Linked DNA regions of Pan troglodytes: region 1 is linked to region 2. A link is a contact called in public Hi-C data. All regions are on one chromosome and are shown on one strand. The core of a region is the stretch at or near the end of the contact, and the rest is flanking DNA. Distances in the headings are between cores, read along the strand shown. Region 1 holds the start of SUGT1 (SGT1 homolog, MIS12 kinetochore complex assembly cochaperone). Region 2 holds the start of VPS36 (vacuolar protein sorting 36 homolog).

Region 1 (4,775 bases), core at 2,267-4,766, 290 kb after region 2:
CAGGCTTGAGTGCAATGGCTCGATCTCGGCTCACTGCAACCTCTGCTTCCCGGATTCAAACGATTCTCCTGCCTCTGCCTCCCAAGTAGCTGGGATTAAGGTGCCTGCCACCATGCCCGGCTAATTTTTGTATTTTTTAGTAGAGATGAGGTTTCACCAAGTTGGCCAGGCTGGTCTCGAACTCCTGACCTCAGGTGATCTGCCCGCCTCGGCCTCCCAAAGCGCTGGGATTACAGGCGTGAGCCACTGTGCCCGGCTGAAAACATTTATTAATAACTTCTTAAGCATTTGTCTGTCCTTCCTCCCAAGATTTCAATAAACCGATGCCAAGAATTTATGGAGAAAATTATAAAAACTTTACTAAAAGACATACGAATAACTGAATGAAACAAGCAATTATGTTCATGGACTGGAAGAGGCAATACAAGGGAAATATATCATTTCTCCTCAAACGAATCTGCAAAATCAAAGTGAACAATTTGTTGTTGTTGTTGAGACTCACACTGTTACGTAGGCTGGAGTGCAGTAACAGGATAAGAGTCTCAACCTCCTGGGCTCAAGCAATCCTCCTGCCTCAGCCTCCCAAGTAGCTGAGGCACGCGCCAGCATGCTTGGCTAATGTTTTTTATTTATTTATTTTTTGTAGAGACGAGGTCTCGCCATCTTGCCCAGGCTGGTCTTGAACTCCTGGGCTCAAGTGATTTTTCTGCCTTGGCTTCCCAAAGTGTTGGGATTACAGGCGTGAGCCACTGCACCCAGCCTGCACAAATCTTGTGCATAACTTGATAAAATTTTGTTTGAATACACTGCTGTGATTACCAGCCAGATCAAGATATGTAACATTTCCCGCATCCGAGATTTCTTCATGCTCCTGTTCCCCACCCTCCCTGACAACCAGGAGGTTCCCTTATGATACCTCTCATCTAAGTGGAATCAATCATGATGTACTCTGTCTGGCTTTTTTTTTTGTTTGTTTACCACAACTTATGTATATAAGCTTCATCCATATCGTTGTGTGTAGTAGTCGTTCATTCCTATTGCTATGTAATATTTTTTTCTCCTATTTAAGGACATTTAGATTATTTCCAGTTTTTGCTACCTTGGGTAATGCTGCAATGAATATTCTTCTACATGATCATAAATAATAAATACTCTTGGGTATATGCCCAGTGGTAGAATTATTGGGTTATGGTCTGTGTATAACTAGCTTTAGTAGATAGTGTCTGATATAGTTTGGATATGTGTCCCCACCCAAATCACATGTCAAATTGCAATCCCCAATGTCGGAGGTGGGGCCTGGTGGGAGGTAACTGGATCATAGGGGTGGGTTTCTCATGAATGGTTAAGTACCACCTCTCTTGGTACTGTCCTTGCAACAGTGAATTCTTGTGAGATCTGGTTGTTTAAAAATGTGTAGCACCTACCCCCACCCTACTTGCTCCTGCCATGTAAGATGGCTGCTCTACCTTTGCCTTGTGCGGTGATTGGAAGCTTCCTGAGGCCTCTGCAAAAGTAGAAACTGCTATGCTTCTTGTACAGTCTGCAAAACCATGAGTGAATTAAACATTTTTTCTTTATAAATTACCTAGTCTCAGTTATTTATAGCAATGCAAGAACAGACATATGGTACCACAGTTTTCCAAAATGATTAAACTCTCACCAACAATATATGAAAGATACAGTTGCTACATATCCTTGTCAATGCTTGGTATTGGAAGTCCTTTTAATTTAAGCCATTCTGGTGGTAGTTTTGGTATCTCATTGATTTCAATGTCCATAATATATAGAACTTCTTTTCATGTTGGGCCCATAGGTCGGTCTTGGAATTCACCCTTTCAGAGGCCATACATATATGTGTATTGGTGCATGGCAGAGGCTGGTGTACACACATTAGTGTATGGCTGAGCCATAACTGGAGCATACCTGAGACTAACCCTATGGTTTAAGAACTTACGTTTGGAGTCCTGGGCTAAGGAATCCAGGAGTAGCCAACCCAGAGATTCACTCCTTATCTATGAAGGACATCCACATCCCTGGCCCGTATCTTACGCTGTACAGATCAAGGCCCTTTGTTTGGGGTTAAATGGAGGTTGCTAGAAGGAGAGTGCTAAGTGAAAATGCTATATAGACTACGTGCTTTTTACAAATGGTAGCAGTTCTCCAGGTCAGCCCTCCACCACCGGACCACCCTTGTATGTAAATCCTGAATAAACCTTGTCTCCTTCACTGACTCTGCCTCTCTTCTTACAGTGCCATCCCAACTGGAGTCAGTGGGGTCCAGAAGGACAATTGGCCATTTAGATAACATTTGAAAATTAACCAAGGTAATTCACAGTAACATTAAAAAATACAAATGAACATTTCAATAAAGGCAGAAAAAGCAGTTGATATTCAATGCTTTCCTCCTGATGTTATGACCAAGACAAGGAAGTCCATTATCACTGTTTTTATTCAATAGTGGAAACACTAGCCAGCAACAAAAGGCAAAAATAAATAAAAATAAAAGGTATAAAGGTTACAGAGAAGTTAAACCATCTTTATTCGTGGATTGCAAGATTTTGATCACAGAAATTCCGAAAGAATCTACAGAGTATTACAAATAACAAGGGAACTTAGCAAGATGCTTGCATATAAGGTCAGTATGTTAAAATCAATATTGTTTATTCTTACGAGTAGAATATAAAAAAGTCAAAATGCCATTTAACATTGTATACAAAACACTACTCAAGAATAAATCTAATGAAAGATATATATGATCTCTATACTGCAATCTATCCAAGCACAGCTGCATTAAAATATAGATATATGTGCAATCTACAAAATATTGCCAGGAGAAATTAAAGACCACTTAAATAAATGGTGGGGGAAGAATGATATTCATGGATTGAAGGACTTGTTGTTAAGATACTAGTTTTCCCAAACAGATCTATAGATTCAATGCGAGCCCAATAAAAAATCCCCCCCCCCTTTTTAACAAGCTAATTCCAAAATTCACCTAGAAATACAAAGGCCGTAGAATAAGCCAAAACAATCTTGGGAGAATAAGTTACAGGACTTAAAGATTTATTATAAAACTACATTAAATTAACATAGTTTGGTACTGGTATAAAGTTAGACAAAGACTACTCCCTCCCGCTCCTCAATCTGCCCCCATCCCTAGAACGTGCTGGCAGCTTTCTCCATCCGATCTGCAAGGGTTAAAGGGCGCTGAGGAAGGGCTGACCGACTGGGGTGGGAAACAAAGCGGCACTGAGATAACTTCAGGCCACCTTCCTCCCCTCAGTACCTTCGGATGAAAGGTTTCCCTTCTTGGTCTGGGAAGCCCACTAAGAAGAAAGCCTGGGCTGTAGCGTTCTGGGGAAGTGAATAGTACGGCCGCCGGGCGCGTCGCCCCAGGAACCAGAAGGCTTTTTGCCGCTATTAGAGCAGAATGACTTCCGGCAAGTCCCAGCCGTTTAGAATTCCCAGCCCAAAGATCGCGGGGATCCACGCGTCATCCGGGCCTCTGCTCCCGGAAGAGACCACGCAGCCGCGGAAGACGTAATGGAGGCGAAAGGGCTTGGCTACCTGTGGCAGCCATGATAAAAACTAGGGAAAATGGGAGCTCGAAGTAGCTTGCGTTATTAACAGACATACAAACGCCCCTAACCGCCACACGTTCCTTAGGGATGACAGTACGTTACAAAACTGCTTCTAAACTACTACTGAAAGCTCCGTGGGAGGGCCCGCTGGCGTGGGCGCGGTGGAAGGGAGGGAGAACGTGTACGCCCCAGGCCTCCGTAACCATGGCTGCGAGGGGCGGGGACTGGGAGCGCGGGTCCTGGGCCGGGGTGGGGCTGGGAGGAATCGGTCCTCCACTGTCCCAGCCGGCCCCGCGCCGGCGTGTCGCCTCCCGTCCCCCTAGCAGCGCGCTGCGTGGCTGCTCGCTGGCTATTTAGGACGGAAGCTCGGTTGGTGTTTCTCCAGAAGTTTCCCCCTTGGGCGGCCGTGGAGGTGGTAACCGTAATAGTAGCAGCTCCGGCGGCAGCAACAGCGACTACGAGGGATGGCGGCGGCTGCAGCAGGAACTGCAACATCCCAGAGGTGCATGTTTTTCTTTCCCTTTGCTATTTATTTTATCCCCCTTTCCTTGGCTAGTGAGCCCTGCTGAAGTCGTTGTTTTCCTGACAGGTTTTTCCAGAGCTTCTCGGATGCCCTAATCGACGAGGACCCCCAGGCGGCGTTAGAGGTGAGAGAGCCCATTTCTGCTTCCTCCACTCTTCTTAGGGGAGCTGGGCCACTTCGGGTCCCCGCTGACCCGCCTTCTCCCCGCACCGCCGGACAGGGACCCAGGCTCCTGTTGATGCTGCGTCTCAGCTCCGGTATTGAGATTCTCGGTCTCTTTTCTCTGTTACACGGTAGCCGCGTTACCCCAGACTCCTGTCTTGCCCTTTCCACTCCCTACAGCTCCTGAGAAAAACCTCCTCTATTTCTTGGGAGCATGGTTGGCATTTGTAGTTTGGCTGAAAGGATTTTTTTAAAAATGACATTTATGATTAGAGAAGTGGACTCTGGGCTCGATGAAGTTAATTTTTTCGTTTGACAATAATTCTTGCCATTCTTATGTAAAAGTGTCGGTAGGAAGTTAGTCTACTGGAGCAAAACCCTTTTCCCTCACGTCCCTGAAACTTTCCAGATGTCTTATCACAATTCATTATTCACTCATTTGTATATTCATCAAAATTTTTTTTGGAGTGGCTGTGTGCAAAGGCGCTGATTGCTGTGGGTTAAAGTCT
Region 2 (4,682 bases), core at 367-2,866:
GAACTTTTGGTTATTGGGTATATGGTCATGATGGAAATTGAAAAATACGAAATACAGAAGACACTGTTTAGAAATAGACCAAAATACACACAGGATTTTGGAACACGGTAAAAGTAGCAATTCATTTCGGGGGAGAGATGGCTTATATTCATTGGAAAGAGCCTTTCCTTTCTTTTAAAGCCTAGCCACAGACCACTGACTCCACGACTGGGGGAAATGTGGAGCCCTGGGGGCAGAGAGCAAGCCTGCCTTCTGTCCCTCTGCCCCTGTGCCCCTCTGCCCACGTGGGCACGCAGCCTTAGTTAAGACCCCAATAAGTGGTAGGCTCTCTAAAATGTGTTCACAACCTTTAAAGCAGTCATTCTATTTTAGGAAGACACTGTAAGAAAATAATCCTAAAGAGAAAAATATGTATCAGTTGTAGAAGGACATCTATAAGGTGCTCCATTTATTTATTTATTATTTATTATTATTATTTTTGAAGCAGAGTCTCGTTCTGTCGCTCAGACTGGAGTGCAATGGTGCGATCTCGGCTCACTGCAACCTCCACCTCCAGGGTTCAAGCGATTCTCTTGCCTCAGCTTCCCGAGTAGCTGGGATTACAGGCACCCGCCACCACGCCGGGCTAATTTTTTGTATTTTTAGTAGAGACAGGGTTTCTCTATGTTAGCCAGGCTGGTATCGAACTCCTGACTTGTGATCCGCCCGCCTTGTCCTCCCAAAGTGCTGGGATTACAAACGTGAGCCACCGCGCCCGGCCAGGTGTTCCATTTATAAAGCAAAATACAAAAATGAAATGGCTAGGGGCACGAGGCCGCCTGGTGGGTGAGAGCAGCGGCCATGGATGGCTTTGCGCAGACCAACAAACAGCTAAATTATAGAGGAACTACATATTGAAATGTAAATTCACGCATGAGGTCTGTATTAATATTGAAAATGCCTAAATAAAAATAATCTTTTTTTTCTGAGCCTGGGGGTGGGGGCGTGGAGTGGCGTGGGGGAGTTGGGGTGGAGGGGGAAAGGGTCTTTCTATGTCGCCCACTGGTGTCAAACTCCTGGGTTCAAGCAATCCTCCCGCCTCAGCTTCGGAAGCAGCTGGGAATACAGGCGCGCGCATCAAGCCCGGTTAAATAAAATCTGTTTCCCCCAGTTAAAAAAAATTAATTTGTGTGGGTACATAGGTGTATATATTTCTGGGGTATATGGGATATTTTGATACAGGCATACACTGTATAATAATCACATCAGGGTAAATGAGGTATCCGTTACCTCAAGCATTTATCCTTTGTGTTACAATATAATCTTAAAGGGAAAAAAAGAGCAGCACAGGTAATACTGACTGCAGCTGTACAGAAACAATGCGTGCCATAAATATTCATTTGAAAGAGAGGGGTTATGATTATTTACAATCATTAGCGAATGTGGCAACATTCTGGGCACTGACAAGAAAACTGCCACAAACATGCAGGCATAATGCACAATAAGCAAGTCCAAGCTGTGGTCGGGGCTCCCTCGCGTCCCTGTAAGCTCTGAATTTAGAATGGGGTGGACCGCCTGCTGATCAAGGGTTCTAAAAGGCCGGCGGCTAATGGACCGCCAGGGGGCGCTCCACGTACGTCTCCACGTCCCCGGGCGCACCTCGCGGCCGCGCCCGCTCGCTGCCAGGCCGCTCCCTCCGTCCCTCACCCGCCCCGACTCGCTTCCGTCCCGTCCGACGCCAGGGGGCGCCGCAGGCTGCCTGGCGCGCTGCTCGCGGCCTCGGAGGGCCGGGGCTGGGTGGCAGCGGCCATGGACCGCTTCGTTTGGACCAGCGGCCTCCTGGAGATCAACGAGACCCTGGTGATCCAGCAGCGCGGGGTGCGAATCTACGATGGCGAGGAGAAGGTAGGGGGTCTGCCAACCTTCCCAACGGGCTGGCGGAAGGGACCCCCGGTGGGCGCGCGGCCCGGCTCAGCGCGGCCCGGGTCGGCGCGGCCCGGTCCCCGGCCTAGCTCACGGCCCTCGGCGGCCCGGCAGGCCTCTGTGCGGGGTGCAGCGCTCTTGCGCTCCCCGCCGGTCGGTAGCACGCGGCGTGGGGCGCTCGGCTGCCTCCCCAGCGCGGGTCCCAACTTTGGCACGGTTCCCAGCAGGCGCGGATCGCGGCCGCTTCCCTCCGCCCGGAATGCTTCCGGGAGCGCACAGCTGCAATGCCCGGGAGAAGGAGCGCTCGCCGTCTGCGGGCGCCGGGCGGAGATCGGGCAGTCGACTTCCTTGGCGTGGTTCCAGACCCCCTGACGACACCAACCTCGGCGTCGGCACCGGACAGCCCCGTTCCGCCTTTCTGTGAGGAGGGCGCGGTGGCCGTACAGTCCGTGCCCCAGCGGAAGCTTTAGCTTGGACCTTGTGCAGTCGGAGGGATTAGCATATCTGGGCAGAGGGGTGAGGGATTGCTTCGAAAGGATTTCCTAAAGAGGTATCAGTGCTTCATTGGAATGCCCTTGCCAAAGGCTATTGGGTTTTTGTTTTGTTTTCTAATTGCTTTAGAAAGGCGTTCTGAGCGTGTTTTGTAAAGTGTTATATTAATAGTAGACCGTGCCTTGTAGTGCAAGCATAAATCTTAGAAGGTGCGTTTGCAAATCGAGAGGAGAAATAGGAAGTGTAAGTAAATATTTTGTAGATACTTTGTTGAAACTATGAAATATCTTGTCCTGGATTGAAATGGATAAACTGGAATTAGAAAAATTTTAAAACTCATTTACCCACAAGCATTTTTGATTTCCAGAAGTTTTAATTTGCTACCTCTCTTCCCTTGCCGTTTTATTAACGACACTTTCCGCTGTACTTTGATATAAGTTCCTCAACTCAGCTTTTCCCGGTAAGTGCTTACAGCTATTTAGAGGCACAGGTGACATTGGACCCAGGTCCTCTGACTCTCTTAGGGCATTTTCTATGGGCTGTGTTGCCTGTATTATTGAGTAAAGGTCTTTTCCTTAAATAATTTGCTTGGACCTAACTTCACTTACTGCCTTAGCACTTCTTAATTTAATTAATTAATTAATTAATTTTGAGACAGAGTCTCGCTCTATCGCCAGGCTGGAGTGCAGTGGCGCGATCTGGGCTCACTGCAACCTCCGCCTCCCAGATTCAAGCGATTCTCCTGCCTCAGCCTCCTGAGTAACTGGGATTACAGGCGCCTGCAACCATGCCCGGCTAATTTTTGCATATTTAGTAGAGACGGGGTTTCACCACATTGGCCAGGCTGGTCTCTAACTCCTGACCTCAAATGATCCGCCCGCCTGGGCCTCCCAAACAGCTGGGATTACAGGCTCTTGAGCCACTGTGCCCAGCCTGCCTTGGCACTTTAACTATCTTGATCTCAAGATGAGTCTTCCATCCCCGGATTGGAGTGACAAGCTATTTTTTTCTCCTTTCTTACCAATTTACATCTTTGTGACTATTTAAAATGGGAAGGTTAATCCACCTCCCCTTCCTCGGCGTTTTGATTTTGCCTCCCCTTTGAGAGGAACCGAATGTTGACAGTGTTAGATCTGTCCTCAGAGACTCCTCCAGTGCCACTCCCTGAGGGAGCACTAGGAAGTCATGCTTTTGCAGAGCATGGCATGATACTGTTCTATGGAACTCCAATTTGAAGACTAGGAACACCTTTGCTGGCAGGCAGTATAGCTGTGATAGATTTAAAACAGTGTAAAATAACAACCATTAGTAGTTTTATATGAAAGATACATTGTTGAAGTTTTAATTTTTACTTTAAAATTTTTGCTGCTTGTATTAGCAGACAAGTATATAGATGTCAGAGGTTTAAGAAACAAATCATGGGGAAAACATTGCTTTAGACCCTGTGATCTAGTCCAGAATTAACTCTTCTAAAAGCTTGAAATTGGAGTGGAGCTCTAAGAGGAGTCTCCTTACCACTGTGCCCCAAAGCTGGACTTAGTGACTTGCTGAGCTGCCTTGCGGTCCCTAGGCTGAATGGGGCACAGGCTGACTCCTGGGGGAAGGTGCGGTATCCTGGCTTCCTTCATCTTTTGGAAGGTTTCCAGACCTCCTGTGGTGCTAGAGACTTTACAAGGTTACACACATTAGCCCCCAAATCTGGTGAAATTAGTCTCCCTTTTAGGATGCCTCACTGGCTCCTTTGGCCTAGGGACTGCAGTCCAGATTGCTTAATCTTCATAGTTTTGCATCCCAACCCATTCCCTGGGCAAGCGTGTGCATGGCTGTCTTCTAGACTAGTCTGATGTTTCTGGAGCACAGAAGGTGTGCCTTGCTCATCCTTGTATCTCCTAGCTGGTTGTGGGTGTGAAACACATTTTTTTTAAACCCGAATAATTAAAGTACCTACTAGGAGCCAAGAGCTGTATATATCATCTCATTTAATCCTCTCATCAGAATATGAGGTATTTTACTGAATGAGAAAGTAACGCCAAGAGATACAGTGACTTGCCTAAGATCCACAGAGAGAAGATTTAAATCTCTGTTGATCAGACTCAAAGCCTGTGCTTTGTTCATGGAGCTACAGTGAACCGAGATTGTGCCACTGCACTCCAGCCTAGGCAACAGAGCGAGATTCTGTCTCAAAAAAAAAAAAAAAAAAATGACTTCATAATGTAGCAGTCACCGGTGTCACCCTTGATATGATGTTTAATACCGCTAATCTTCCCAAAGACGGGGAACTGAGACCC

Evidence for each region. A called contact is a pair of places that touch in the nucleus more often than the background predicts.
Region 1: a Hi-C map of stem cell-derived neural progenitor cells shows a contact between it and region 2, with 4 times the contacts expected there. The contact joins the promoter of SUGT1 here to the promoter of VPS36 in region 2. A contact is called at or near these places in 1 of 7 Hi-C or Micro-C datasets (stem cell-derived neural progenitor cells) and 1 of 1 datasets of contacts at active chromatin or transcription factors (stem cell-derived excitatory neurons).

The regions. Positions count from the first base shown.
Region 1 is chr14:58,141,720-58,146,494 of NHGRI_mPanTro3-v2.0_pri, forward strand. SUGT1 (SGT1 homolog, MIS12 kinetochore complex assembly cochaperone) reads left to right here and starts at 3,517. Exons shown (of 14, transcript XM_063792162.1): 1 at 3,517-3,674; 2 at 3,967-4,083; 3 at 4,171-4,228. The coding sequence starts at 4,046.
Region 2 is chr14:57,853,026-57,857,707 of NHGRI_mPanTro3-v2.0_pri, forward strand. VPS36 (vacuolar protein sorting 36 homolog) reads left to right here and starts at 1,617. Exons shown (of 14, transcript XM_509796.8): 1 at 1,617-1,884. The coding sequence starts at 1,789.